Linked DNA regions of Mus musculus: region 2 is linked to region 1. The links are chromatin contacts, called in public HiChIP or PLAC-seq maps. All regions are on one chromosome and are shown on one strand. The core of a region is the stretch at or near the end of the contact, and the rest is flanking DNA. Distances in the headings are between cores, read along the strand shown.

Region 1 (7,118 bases), core at 2,940-5,439:
TTCTGTTCTCTATTTCTTTCCTTCTTTCTTTTTTCTTTCTTTCTTTTTGAGAAAAGTGTCTTGCTACATTACATGTCTTAGGGTTTCTATCACAGTAAAGAGACACCATGACCACGGCAACTCTTATAAAGGGAAACATTTAATTGGGGCTGGCTCACAGTTTCAGACGTTTAGTCCATTATCGTCATGATGAAAAGCATGGCAGTGTGCAGGTAGATGTGGGGCTAGAGGAGCTGAGAGTTCTACATCTTGATCCATAGGCGATCGTGCGCCATAGTGACCTTGAGCACAGGAGACATTGAAGCCCACCCCAGTGACACACTTTCTCAACAAGGCCACACCTTCTAATACTACTCCCTATGGGCCAAGCATTCACATACATAAGGCTATGAGGGCCATTTCTATTCAAACCACCACACTAAGTATTCTAGGCTATCTCAGAATTCACAGTTCTTCCTGTCTCAGCCTCTGAGTGCTGAGACTATATGAATGCATCACCCCCCCCCCCCTTTGTCATTTTAAGATACTTTTTTAGATACGAAGTCATTGTTCCATGGGTTCTTGCTACACACTGGTCAACTACCTCCCTTTCTTCTGCACTTTGTTTGCCCTGCTGCCAGAATGCTGGGCTAATGTACACCTCTGTTAATCAGTGACTTCACCGGTCCTACACTTTCGCCAATGCTGTGTTATATATTCTTTCAAGGGGAAAGACTGCCTTACCAGATTTAGGCTCAGCTCTCTGACAACATAAGCTTCAAACACTGAGGCTAATTTATTTGTGTATATTGAAAGAGCTTAGGAGATTCACCCATAGGGAGAGCCAGAGCCTGGACAAAGAAAGCCGAATTTGATCAGGCAGCCATAGATACCAGGCAGGGAGAGAGGGACCTATGTGGTAGAAGGTACTTCATCATTTTCCAAAACTCAGCAGAGCAAGCTGCCAGGCAAAGCCCCTCCTCCCAAAGCTCTTGCTTAGGAATGCTTCCTGGCTGATCAGGAAATGAGAGAACAAAGTGAGACCACACAAAAGCAGGCTTAGCGCAGTGGAAGGCCAGCCATGTGCAAAGTCCCTGACGCTAAGCAGAAATGAAAACCTTAATGGCGAGACACCCAAAGAAAATGTATTCCATATGCACCGGCTTGCTGGCAACGGAAGAATGCAAATGTAGTTGGGGATTATCCAGAAGGAACAGGCACATGCTATCAGACACTTGGGGCTGGCTTTCCACATCTTGGTGCTAGTTTTGGCTGATGGTACTTGAGGTATTGAGTATGACCTTGTGTGGAATTCAAAATGAGATGGGCTTACCCACACTATAGCCATTTAAAATAATGGTAAGAGCCACACTGCATTGGTCAAAGGTCTCTAGGGTGGAGTGTCTACTAACCATGCAATGAAATAATCACCGTGATGTCTATTCATCTCCTAGATAAAACAATGGATGTGTTATGAGATTTAATAAAGGACCTGCTTATTCAGAGTGGGAGATCTAGTTCTTACATCTGTCCTGTCTGGTCCAGGACCTGCATTTTCTCCACACCAATGTCTGGGTGAGGCCTGATGTCTCAATTTTTGGAGGCTGAGAAAGAGATGAAGAATACTTAAAACCCCAGGGCCTGAAAGACTAGGCTAGCAGCCCTGCTGAAGATGGCTACCCTGGCTGATAGACAGTGATAGACTTCTCACACTGTTCATTGTATGCTTCCATGGTCTCCGTGAAACAGCCATCATACAAGTAAGGGTGGCTGAGGGTGAAAAATGGCCACCAGGGCTCTCCGTATGCTCCTCCTTGTGGTTCGTGATCTTAATCATTTTGGATAGGACATTCCCAGAAATCATATTGTTGGTGGTGGGTGGATGGTGATGTGACCCTTATGTTCTCCCCCGTGGAGGCCAGATAATGAGGCCCTGGGAGGTAACTTCTCAAAGACACAATAGTGCAACTTCTATCAGAGTGTTCATTAGACTCCTGGTTATGGCTAGAACTGACCACCCACTCCCTCCCTTCCCTCCATCCCTCCCTCCCTCCCTCCCTCCCTCCCTTCCTTCCTTCTCCCCTTCTCTATCTCTCTGTCTTTCTCTGTCTCTGTCTGTCTGTCTCTGTCTGTCTGTCTCTGTCTGTCTGTCTCTGTCTGTCTGTCTGTCTGTCTGTCTGTTGGTCGGTCTCTTGCTTTCCTTCTGCATGTGTGTGCTTGTAAGCCTCAGGTGGGTGTTCCTTAGGACTCATCCACCCTGGTTTTTTGTTTGATTTTTGTTTTTGATCTCTCATTAAGATCTGGGGTTTACTGATTAGGCTAGACTGTCTGGGTAGCATCCCTTAAGTGTAGTCCAGCCTTCCAGTGCTAGGGCCACAGTTCATCCCTAGCTCTTTTAACTTCAAGGCTAGGGAATGAATTCAGGTCCCCATCCTAGCATAACAATACTGATGGAGCTATCTCCCTGTCCTGCTTTTTCTAATATTTCTGAGTATTTTGTTTGAATTCTCAGGTTAGCATACACTGTAATGGATTTCATTAAGCTCTCTTCCTACATGTGTGTCCATTTCTGGCCCCCTGAAGATGCTTGGTTTGCCTTTAAGGAGGTGATAGGGGTTTGGGGTAGGGGGAGAAGAAGGAACACAGAAGGGAAGAAATTTATCCAGAATCTCTGGGCGACCTAAAAAGTTGGCAGCACCCAGGCAAACCCTCACTTCCCCTCTTGTTAGAGTCTCTTCAAGTCCCTAACTTTCTCCCACCGAAACAGGCATTCTGCTGACCAAGGAGAATTATACTGCTGACTTGCTGTTTTGCTGGAAAAACACTGGACAGACAAGAATAGGATTTTTTTTTTCTATTTAAAAAACAAAACAAGACAAAAACCGGAGGCACAAAGCTTTTAACTTAAGTGCTGGGGATTGACTGCACTGAGCAAAATGGAGGACTGTTGTCTACCTAAGACACTCCAGCTTCTCTAGTCTGGGGACTAGAAAGTGATTCATCTCAATCTGTCCCCAGACTCTGAGGCTCCAAGGGCATGGCATGCAGGGAGGGTGATGATGTAGCTTTTATTGAGTCCATTTATATAGGAGGCGAGAGCGTGATTAAATGCTGGGTGACCATTCCACTTAGCTCTCTGGACATTGGAGTACCGTGCCCATTTTGCAGATGGGGACACTGGAACTTAATGAGGTGTGGCACATGTATGTGACCACATATTTCACAAGGGATGGTTAGAGCTGGGGTTCAATCCAGACCAGGGTCCATGTTCTCTACCTCTAGCATCCGTCATCCCACTTCTCATGGATCAAAGGCATATGCTTGCTATGATGTAACACTCAGGAAGTGGGGGCAGGTGGTTCAGGAACATTCAAGGTCATTCATCTTTTTCTATGTATTGAATTTGGGGTAGCTTACACTAACTCAATGAATAAAATAAAAAATTTAAAGGCTGAATGCTCCAGGGAGGAATATATATATATATATATATATGAATATATATGATAATATATACCCTTTCATTAAGAATTGCAAATAAATGCTGATGACAGGGCCTCTGGGAGTGTTTCCAAGTCAGCCTTGTATGATTACAAAGGATCAATAGGACCAAACCAAATGGCCTGTTTATTTTCTAGCCTGTCCCTGAATAGGAAGAAGCAGGCCAGAGAGATATCTGTGGGCAAAGGTACGGCATGGGATTGTCTGCCCCCTCTTCCTGCCACAGTCACTCTTTGTTCTTAAAAAAATAAACAGTCTCAAGTGAGGTTCCTCAGATTGGGGGACAGCACCCCACCCCACCCCCTATTAGCCTGTAAGTAGATTTGAGAGAAAAATCCTTGTTTGGCTGAAGGAGGAAGAACCATGACAACACAACTGGGCTCTAGAAATGTAAATATCCACCCAGTTAGATGGATGAGGATGATGGAGAGATGCCAGCGGAAGCCTGGATGTGAGAATCTGGCAGACAGAGATGGATGGGAAGACACAGAGAGTGGGAGAAGAGAAGAGAGAAAAAGCCACCGGCATGTGGGGGGGGGGGGGAGTTGGGGAGTGGCTGAGCCTGATGTGCCATTCAGGCAGAATGGGGGATCCTTTTGACTCTGTCACTGTGGATAAGGAGATCATTACCACCCGAGTGGCCCTGGATGCACAACACAGAAGGATGCTTGCAAGCATGCTCAAAAGCTGCCTGGCGTAGACATGACTCATGCCAGGCAGTGAGTTCTCTCATCACTTGGGAATTTGTTAGGAAAACACAGTCTTAGGTCCCCCCAAGACCCACTGAGTCAACAGCTCTGGTCCTAGGCCAATGTTTTGCTTCTACAAACCCTTAGACAGTTTGATTGCATGCCATGGTTTAAGAACAACCAAAACAGGACTGGGGAGAAGGAGGAGGTCAGATCAAGACTGTGGAGAATTCTAGAGTCTAGCTTATGGTGCTGAGGAGATAAAAAGACAAAGGACTCTGTTTTTGTTCTAATGTGAAGAGGACATAACATATAGAGGGTCTGGAGGTCTACCAGATGGTGTGAGGAGCTGCCTAAAATCCTGGATGGGACAAGGCAGGACATGCAGGAAACAAAAACAGTTTACCTGAGAGCCAGTGAGCAGCCCAAGAACTAAACATCTTGTTAAAGGGCTTATGAGTGATATTGATGACACTGGAGTGCTGGGCATGGCAGAGAGTGGGGATTCAATGGGCTTAGAGAGAAATCCCTTCTCCTGTTCATTCCCCTTCTCACTGAGTGTATTCAACTCTTCTCACTGAGTGAATTCAACCAAGGCTAACATGCCCACAGTGTCTTCTGTTGATTGTTGCTCTTTTCTCTTCCCTCACCTATGGAGGCTTGAGAGCCCCCCTCCCCCGACTTTCTTTCTCTCTCTCTGTCTCTGACTCTCTCTCTCTTCTGTCTCTCTGTCTCTGTCTCTCTGTCTCTGTCTCTGTCTCTCTCTCTCTCTCTCTCTCTCTCTCTCTCTCTCTCTCTCTCTCTCTCTCCTGGTTGTCAGGTTCTTAGGAGATAAGCTTGGGCACCACACAGAACATCCAGGCTTGGAGTGATATAACATAAACAGAGATCTACATTGCTACCCACAACAGTACACGGAATCTGCTGGAGATGAGGCGCTTTATTTACTACTGAGCCTGGGAAGAGATGGAGGGACTGACAGCCGAACTCTGGCACTTTGGCTGTCTTTCTTAAGAAGCGAATACATGCCCAGACAACCTAACACAGCAGACTCTGAACACCCCACTCTCAGCCATGCTCAGCAGCAGAGGGTCTGGGCTCTAGGTACTGCACACCTATCTCTTGTCGGTACAAACACCTTAAAAATCATCTTACTTCTGCAAATGTAAAAATAACCATTAAAGTGCTTATAGTTTTGAAAATGTTCAATTTGGGCCTTTTTAATGTAGATTCAAATCTGCTCTGGGGATCTGCTTGAAGAAAAAGCACTTTGTATAACTTTCCATTTGGCTTAGCACGCAGACCACCTGCAGGCCTCTTAGGGGACCCCACTTGGAGACCCACTGTGTTAGCAGCCAGCCTGGGTAGAAGGAAATAGCTGCTGTTCTTCTCAATGCTTCGGGAGGAACTGGCTAATGAATTGAAGGGGGATTAAAACACCCTACACCCAGTTGAAAGCAATCTCCATTAGTGTAGCACACGCAACACAACCATGAATTATTGTGTTGATTGGAGGAGACAAGCCATAAATTTCTCCTATTAAACTCTTTGACTCAGAATATCAGGCAGAGACTAATGACTTAAAAATAATACATGCAAATGCCATTGGCATACAGATGACCTGGGTTCTGGTCCCAGCAGAGGCAGTCAACTTATGACTTAGAGCAGATAATACATTTAGGAATTGGGGCAGAATGCATAGCCCCATGTAGATAACAGGAATATTTTTATGTTTTCTCAGAGAGCTGATACTCCAGAGAAGTTAGAGGGAGTGAAATAAAGGACATCAAGAAGCCCCCCTCCCCCCAGTAGAGAATATTAATGTTGTCTGCTCTGGGTTTGTCACCTTCCTGGAAGTTTTCTCTAGGCAAGCCCAGGGATGAAGGTAGTGAGCCTAGCCTGAAATCTCCCCATTGCCCCGTGCTTAAATACTTCCCCTTTGTCTTTCTGCATTGGCAGCTGAGAGTAATTGCCTCCTCTTAACCTGTTCTAACCAGATCCTTCCCAGCATCAAACTCTAGAGTGGCCTTCTTTCCAACTCAGCCTCCAGCCAACCCACTTCTCAATTCTTCAGTGTGGAGCCACGTTGACTCCAGAATCCTGTCAGGTATGCCTTTGTGGAAATGAAAGTTGAGTATAGGTAGACCTACCTATTCTCTCTGACAGCATAGACTTTATTTTCCTGGTAGGAATCCTGACTGTGTTTTCATTTAAGTCTCTCCTTTGGCTCTGTCCCATACCTACCTCAGCATCTGAGATCCCTCTTGCTCTGAGATCCCTAGTGACTCAGGTAGGATCTACATTGAATCCATCACTGCGTGAGGTTCCATGGCTACTCCTGGCACTACCTGCTGGAGATAGGAATGGACAAAGGCCCTAGGGACTCTGGGTTCAGGCTAGAGAGAAAAGCAATTCTTTATGGTCACGCCTGTATGAATGACGTCTGGTTCTTGGAGGATGGGGTCCTGCTTCTTGGATTCTGCTCTTGCCATTCATCAGGCTACCCTAGTCATTCCATCCCGGGACACCCTCCAGAGTGCAGTACCCAGTCTGCTTTGGAGAACAATCACCAAATGGCAGGATGACATTGTCCCTTGTGAGACTCACCATGGTTTATACTTACCTCTGCTTATGCCAATGCCCTCAGGATGAAGCTGGGTTCTCCATTAGACAAAGGGACTGGGAGAACTCATCTCCAAGGGCCTGGGGCCTGGAGCCTGACCCTGAAGGAGACATTCCTACTCCATAAGCCCCAGCTGCTCTGAGACCTCATGTTGGAGAACAGAGCATCAAACACAGTCCGGAAGGTGCTGGAGGGCTCATTTCTTCTCTTTCCTTCCTCTCCACCCCCTCCCCATTTTTATTATTATTATTTTTTTTTATTAACAAGGATGAAAGTAAATGTGAACTCGAAACAATAAGGCATGGAAAATCACAGAAATAACTTAATTA
Region 2 (7,118 bases), core at 1,986-4,485, 390 kb before region 1:
AAGCCATTGATTAAGAGTATAGGAAAAGAACAATTTATTGTGCACCTACTATATCTGAATCATCACGCTAGCTATTCTTTTAATTAGTTCTCATGAAGTTCTGCATTACATTCTCATTTCTAACTAAGACACTAGGGTTGGTGATGTAGCTTCATGGCTGAACATGTGTTTAGCATTCATGGGGCACTGATTTCACACCCTAGCACTACCAAAAAAAATAAAATAAAATAAGACAAAACAAAACAAAATTCAGACACCGAAGGACAAATGAAATGTGAGTTTTTCAAGGTCACACTGCTAAACAGCGACCAGTAGACATAGTGGTCTCTATTTGGGACCATGTGGACACAGGGGTCTCTGCCAGTCTGGGGCACTAAGCGTCACAACTTGGCAATCAAGTACACAAAAGCAGAGTGAGGGAGACGGATCTCCGAAAGGTAGGAGGCTGACGTGGTCCCACTATCAGGCAGTTTCTGGAAGTGCTGACCAAAGCACTGGAGATGGAAGTTCAGGAAAAGACCCCTGACTTGAAGGGCTTCGCAGGTAGTCGGGGAATTACAGCCCAAGGAGATGAGAGCCTTCAACAGCAGAGCAAATGCTGTGAAAAAAAAGTTCCTGTGCCAAAAAACAAAAAACAAAAACAAAAAGCAAAACCTGTCCAAAAATTATGGAAGGATAATAACGAGAAGTTATCAACCATCCTGAAATTAAGGAAAACCAACTCAGGCTCCAGAGTATTCCTCTATATCAGTAGAAAAGGACCGTCAATAAATTATCTTAATTATAAGATGGTCGGTGTTCATTTTATTCATTGCGAATGCACTGTGCAGAATTTCCCTAAACATCAATGCACCTGCCTATGCCTGTTAAAAGTTCTGTCCAAGACCATTTTCCTGTTACTTGAACAAAACGTACCTTCGTATCTTAGAGAAGTTTAATTTGTTAGAATGACATTAATAAAAATTATCAAATTTCCAAACTCAGAATCTTCCCAATTTTCAAGTCAGAACACAAAGATAAGAAAATAATTAATCCAAAAGTCATCTCAAGAGAAATCTAGGAACAGGCAAACTACCTACAAATCAAAAACCTAAGCCAGTCCTAAATTCAGTCACACTTTTAATGCTTCCCTCCTCTGTATAACACACAGACATACACACAGACACACACGCACGCACACTGAGAGGCCGATCACTGGACTGTCTTCTTCCTTCACACATTTAGCTCCTTCTTACCTGAAACACTGTTTATATGACTCACACGAGACAAGGAACTACTGGGCTGGGGAGATGGCTCGGAGGTTAAGAGCACTGACTGCTCTTTCAGAGGTCCTGAGTTTAATTCCCAGCAACCACATGAAGGCTCACAACCATCTGTAATGGGATCCGATGCCCTCTTCTGGTGTGTCTGAAGAAGTGTACTCATACACATAAAATAAATAAATAATTCTGAATGAATGGAAGGAAGGAAGGAAGGAAGGAAGGAAGGAAGGAAGGAAGGAAGGAAGGAAGGAAGGAAGAGAGAAAGAGAGAGAGAGAAAGAAAGAAAGAAAGAAAGAAAGAAAGAAAGAAAGAAAGAAAGAAAGAAAGAAAGAAAGAAAGAAAGAAAGAGAGAAAGAAAGGGAGAAAGAAAGAAAGAAAGAAAGAAAGAAAGAAAGAAAGAAAGAAAGAAAGAAAGAAAGAAAGAAAGAAAGAAAGGGAGAAAGAAAGAAAGAAAGAAAGAAAGAAAGAAAGAAAGAAAGAAAGAAAGAAAGAAAGAAAGAAAGAAAGAAAGAAAGAAAGAAAGAAAGAAAGAAAGAAAGGAAGGAAGAAAGGAAGCAAGAAAGGAAGCAAGCAAGCAAACACGGCAGTGGTGGCACATGCCTTTAATCCCAGCACTTGGGACGCAGAGGCAGGGAGATTTCTGAGTTCGAGGCCAGCCTGGTCTACAGAATGAGTTCTAGAACAGCCAGGGCTACACAGAGAAACCCTGTCTCGAAAAAAAAACCAAAGACAAAAAAACAAAAGATAAGAAACTACTACCACATTTTGTAAAATAAGGAATGAGGGCAGTGCTGTGAGTCTGTTGTGCAAGGATGAGAACCCCAGTTCAGATCGCTGAGTGGGTATGAGCAATCTAAGACGGCAGGGGTGGCAGAGACAGAGGATCCCCCAGAAGAATCTGGCTAGTGAGACTAGCCAAACTGGTGAGCTCTGGGTTAGCAAAGACGTTGCCTCAGTCAATCAGGCATAGGGTGATGAAGAACAACCACTGTCCTCCTCTGGCCTCCATGCCTCCATACCCATATGCATGTGAATCCACACTCCTGTGAGCCCGTATATGGGAGAACATACATACACATCACACACACAGGGGTGTGATCAGGACAAGGCGGCCTGATCGAAGTACCTGAGATTTGGACAGAACTACCAAGCATTAGCAATTCTGGTCTACCTAATAGTCCCGCAAGCAAAGCCACAGGAGAGACCCAATTCCCAGCATTGGTTAGGTACCCTCCACAAATATTCCTCCTAGGCCGCCAGCACCTATCACACACAGCACACAGTGCAGACTTAAGTTTTTTGAATAAACAAATAGAGCAGTATCAATGGGTGATGAATCCAATAAAATAAATGAAATATTCTATTTCCCCTACAAACAAATTTTAAAAAGAAAGATGTGAAATATTCCAAGTTATTTTTCAAAAGGAACACTTATAGGAAAAACAGCAGTCTGTACGAAACCCAGTGTGACACCCATATAATCATACATAAAAAATAATGGGGAGCCAGGACTGTTAAATTTATAACTCGTATTTGTGATTTGAAGTCTGGGGTTCTATAACTATCCACAGACGAGATAAAGCAATGTTTTACAGCTTCTAAGGAAAAACACAATTGCCTGCTGAAAACCTCAAGTATTATTTTCAGAAATGTAAACATTCTTTCTCTTCCATCATTCTTGAAAGACAGCGTTGAAAGCAGAAGGAGTCTGGAGTACATTCCAACTGTGTTACACTGTTACAATGCAAATATTTCATAATCCCTGTTTGAAAGTTTAATATCGGCCTATTAAAATAAACCACTCATTTGGGGGACCCCAAACACCCTACAACTGCACAGACAACTGAAATGTGTGTTCTTTTCATCCCCCTCCTGGCACAGGAACATGAAAAGTGACAATGGGGAGGAGAAAGAATGTCCTTCAGGGCTTCCAGAAGGTTCTGCTAGATTTCTTGGCAGAAAGCCATGCTATGCAAGGCTCTAACCTAACCTGCTTCACATTCAGGTTCCAGTGTGCATAAGGGGAGCCATACAAGACAAGGCAACTTTGCACTAAAACTCCTGGGAATGGAAATAAAAGGACAGGGGTTTCCCTAAAGATGCTCAGCTCGCTCACATCTGTTCCCCCTTTCCTTAATTCCTCGGGTTGAAAGAGGGGTGCTGGCAACTGAGTCTTATATCCTTGTAGATTTTCCTGTCACAGCTTCATAAAAGTCCCTGTCACGCAGACCATAAAGAAATGCCAATGGGTCTGAGTGCAGAGGTTAATACCATGGACTTTCAGTCCGACGGGCTCGATGCCACGGCTCCCTCCACTGATTGGCTGGTGGTTCAGGGCATGGCATTTACTGCACTGCGCTTTGTTTTCCTTGTCTACCAAATGGAAGTAATAAAAATGTCTCTCAGAAATGTGATGATTCATAACATATTTTTAGTTTAATCTGTGGTCTGTGGTAAGTGCACAGCAGCTGTCTATACCTGTTCAACTATATGTCTGTCTCTCCATTCAACCTACTGCTGAATCCTCGGTAAGTACCTCTCACTGGCTGACCACTGAGAACAGAGGGGCCGGTCTTCTTGGAGTATCTAGTCTGGTACTGAGATAAAGAGTAACCAGTTGATTTTAACTACTCAATGCTATGCAAAATTATGTTCTTAAAAATATTTATGTGGGGCAAATGGTTATGTATTTTGCACCCACAGAGGCCAGAAAAGGGGTCAGATTCACTGGAGTAGGAGTTACAGATGGTTGTGAGCCACCAATTATGGGTATCGGGACCCAGACTCTGGCCCTGTACAGTAACAGCAAACACTGTTGAGCCATCTCTTTCCAGCCCCACAAGATTTCACTTTAGCAGCATTACTGGTGTATACATTCCAAGTGTGTACAATACTAAGATAGCAGGTTCTAATATCCATACAGAATCACAATCAAGATGCTAAAAATCAGTAGCACCTCAAGGCAGTCCAGGCTTTACCTGGAGCCCCTCTTCCCCACATACACCCCATCTCACCAGACACACCTGGCCTCCCTGGAAGTCAAATCGCCACTTGAGGGAATTTGACAGAAAGGAGCTGTATATAGCACAGCATCTTCCATCTGGTTCATTTTACTCTACTTAATAACGACCATCAATAATTTTTGAACACAAAGAACAGAAACAATCACCAGATCCATCTGACCGTATACCGGGTCCAGGCCTTTCCCTCAGACGCCATCTCTCCAGTCCAACTTATCCCTATGCATCCCAGGGGGGTGAATTGATAGGAAGTTAGCCATGGTTCCAAGAGTCAGCTTCACAAACACATCATGCTAAGCACCATTTCCGCATCAGTCACGGCCTCTGATCCCCACTGAGTGCTTCACACCAAGCACTGTGTTTACTGTCGGGACATAAAGATAGATGCTTTGTGCTGCCCATATCAAGCAAACAAACCAAGATGAGCAATCTTCAATCAATCATCAAAGCAGACTCTTTGGGATAATGCGCATGAGTGTGCTTTCCATCCTTCCCCTCTCCTCCCTCCCTCCCTTCAGATAAATGCATATGTGTGTATGCATATGTATGTGTACAGCACTCCTTAAATATACTACAAGCTGCGAGGCACATCTGTGTGGCTTGTCAGGAGATGGCAGAAGTGTCTGAGAAACTGTTCTGCAGATGTTGTAGGGCCTAGCTGCTGCGCCTATGGAGACAGAGATTTCCAGCTGAGTGACCAAGTAGACGGCTTCGAGGCATGAGCTTCTGGTAGACATGCGCTGCAGATGGCAGGGAGCGCTACTCCCTTTACTAGACTACTAGGCAATGTCAGGATATAAAAGTTGTATAAAAATACTTCTGGGGGGGGGGGGGGGCTGGAGAGATGGCTCACCAGTTAAGAGCAGGTAGTGCTCTTCCAGAGGACACAAAACTCATACAGGGTAGCTAGCCCTACCTCCCTGTGACTGTAGCTCCAGGGGCTCTAACAGCCTTGTCTGGCTTCTGAAAGAACCTGTATCCATGTATACACATGCGCCTACACCGTAAGCACACACATATATACATAATTAAAAACAAATCAACTTCTTTCATTTTCATGTTAAACTTCTTACGTTTCTAACTAATCCAATTACATTAAACACCAAGTATAACAGTTGGCACATAGTAGGGACTTCAATAAGAATAGAACAAGAGTTATAGACAATTAGCCCAAGACCAAGACTCGACATGATGGAATCGCACTGAAAGCTTCATTAGAAAAGGTCAAGGAAGTAGCTCAATGGCAGAGGTCTTGTGGTCTAGCCTGTGCAATGTACTGGATGTGGTCTAGCCTGTGCAATGTCCTGGATGTGGTCTAGCCCTACAAAAGAGGCAGGGAGGGGTAAGAATGTTCAAAACAAAACAAAACACAACGTTCACCACAGAAACAAATCCCTCCCTTAATTACACTATATCCTGCAGTTTCAAGCAGCCATTAACAAGCCACGAGTCCTAAGCATTAGTCCTAATCAGTGGAAACACAGCACTCATTGTGTTCACCATAGGACCACGACTTCTGAGAACATGAGTAAGATACAGGGATGTTAGCCCCATCTTTGCTGAATGGTCTAAGTTTATTGAGTTTAAATATGACAGAAGTCACAAAAAAAGCTCATGCCAAGCATTGCCTATGAAGGTTAAGTTTGAGCTTCATGGAAATAACAGAATGTCACAGCCCACAGGTCACAGCCCACAGGCTCCGCCCACTGTTCTTTACTTACCTCACAATAACCTGACATTTCAGCTTCTAAGTGTCCTTTGCTCAAATATATTTTTGAGAGCCTTGAATAACAGTCACAATGACGGTTGTATCCATTCACTGTACGCTTATTATCTGCCAGGCACTGCTGGGTCAAACTCTGCAGTCAGCGGGCCAGAAGCGTTAATCACATAGAAGAGAGTGTAAGTGAGCCTTTCTCTGGAAATAAAATAATACACCTGCTACTCTGACATTTGCTTAAGTCACATACTCAAAGCTGACATTGATATTACAGTTGTTATTAAAGAGTCTAAAAGGAGTCAACTCATCTAAGTGTAAGTACAGTACAAATGAACAATCTGAAAGCAACTCGGACTTTCTGCTGACTTTAAGGCTGCCCCAGAACCAGAATCGCACGAAAGCAGATTATGCTGCTGATGAGTCTCAAGATCTTGGGTGTTCAATGAAATGAAGCATTTGCCAAAACTTCAATATAACACTGCTAACGCCATTATGAACAGGAGTGAGAGCTCTGTACATGGACGGCATCCGATGGGTGATTCCAGTGAGGGAGAAAGCGACACACATACATCCCGGGTGGAGCAGGGATGAAATGCTGACACCCAAAAGGCATGCAGGTTAAGCAACTGCAACACATGAAAATCTTTCAAAGCTGGATACGTTTCCTGTTGACAGTTCCTTACATTCCATGACTAACTCCTCAAGGGCACAGGCATCCTCTGCAATCTCCGATCGTGCTGATCGCACAGAATGGGAACTGTACTCATTTGGGCCAGCTGTCAGCACAACCCCTAGACAGACCTCAGTCGCAGTCTCGAGGCAAAATCAAAGAATCAGCGAGGCAATTCACACACACTTTCAAAGAAGACTGACAACTGTGACCTTGAGCCTTTTAAAAAAGGTTGTCCTGCTCTAGAATCTTACAGGGATCCCGCAGCCTGCTCAAAAGACCCAACAAGAGATTTTTTTGGGGGGGAGGGGGGAAGGGGTTGGGGTGAGGTATTTTAATTGAACAGCAAATGATTGTAACCTGATATATTTACAGTTCCCATGGCAATTACTGCCATTATTTATTGAGTACAAAGGTAGCAGTCATTCTATATCCAGCTTTGGCTT

The links. HiChIP or PLAC-seq counts read pairs in DNA pulled down with a chosen protein or histone mark.
Region 2: a contact with region 1 is called in a FOXA1 HiChIP or PLAC-seq map of pancreatic cancer cells. The contact joins two enhancer-like sites. A contact is called at or near these places in 2 of 115 datasets of contacts at active chromatin or transcription factors (embryonic basal ganglia and pancreatic cancer cells).

Annotation. Positions count from the first base shown.
Region 1 is chr9:47,281,047-47,288,164 of GRCm38.p6, reverse strand. The region is part of intron 3 of Gm31816 (a long non-coding RNA gene); the gene reads left to right. Among named protein-coding and RNA genes, the nearest start is that of Gm39332, 41 kb to the right of the region's middle. Within about 2 kb of position 4,189, at least 13 of the 459 cell types and tissues checked have an H3K27ac peak or open chromatin away from gene starts, as enhancers often do. A contact at or near this core is called in pancreatic cancer cells, where this site is marked.
Region 2 is chr9:47,671,413-47,678,530 of GRCm38.p6, reverse strand. All of the region lies in intron 1 of Cadm1 (cell adhesion molecule 1), which reads right to left. Among named protein-coding and RNA genes, the nearest start is that of Gm10677, 140 kb to the left of the region's middle. Within about 2 kb of position 3,235, at least 22 of the 459 cell types and tissues checked have an H3K27ac peak or open chromatin away from gene starts, as enhancers often do. A contact at or near this core is called in pancreatic cancer cells, where this site is marked.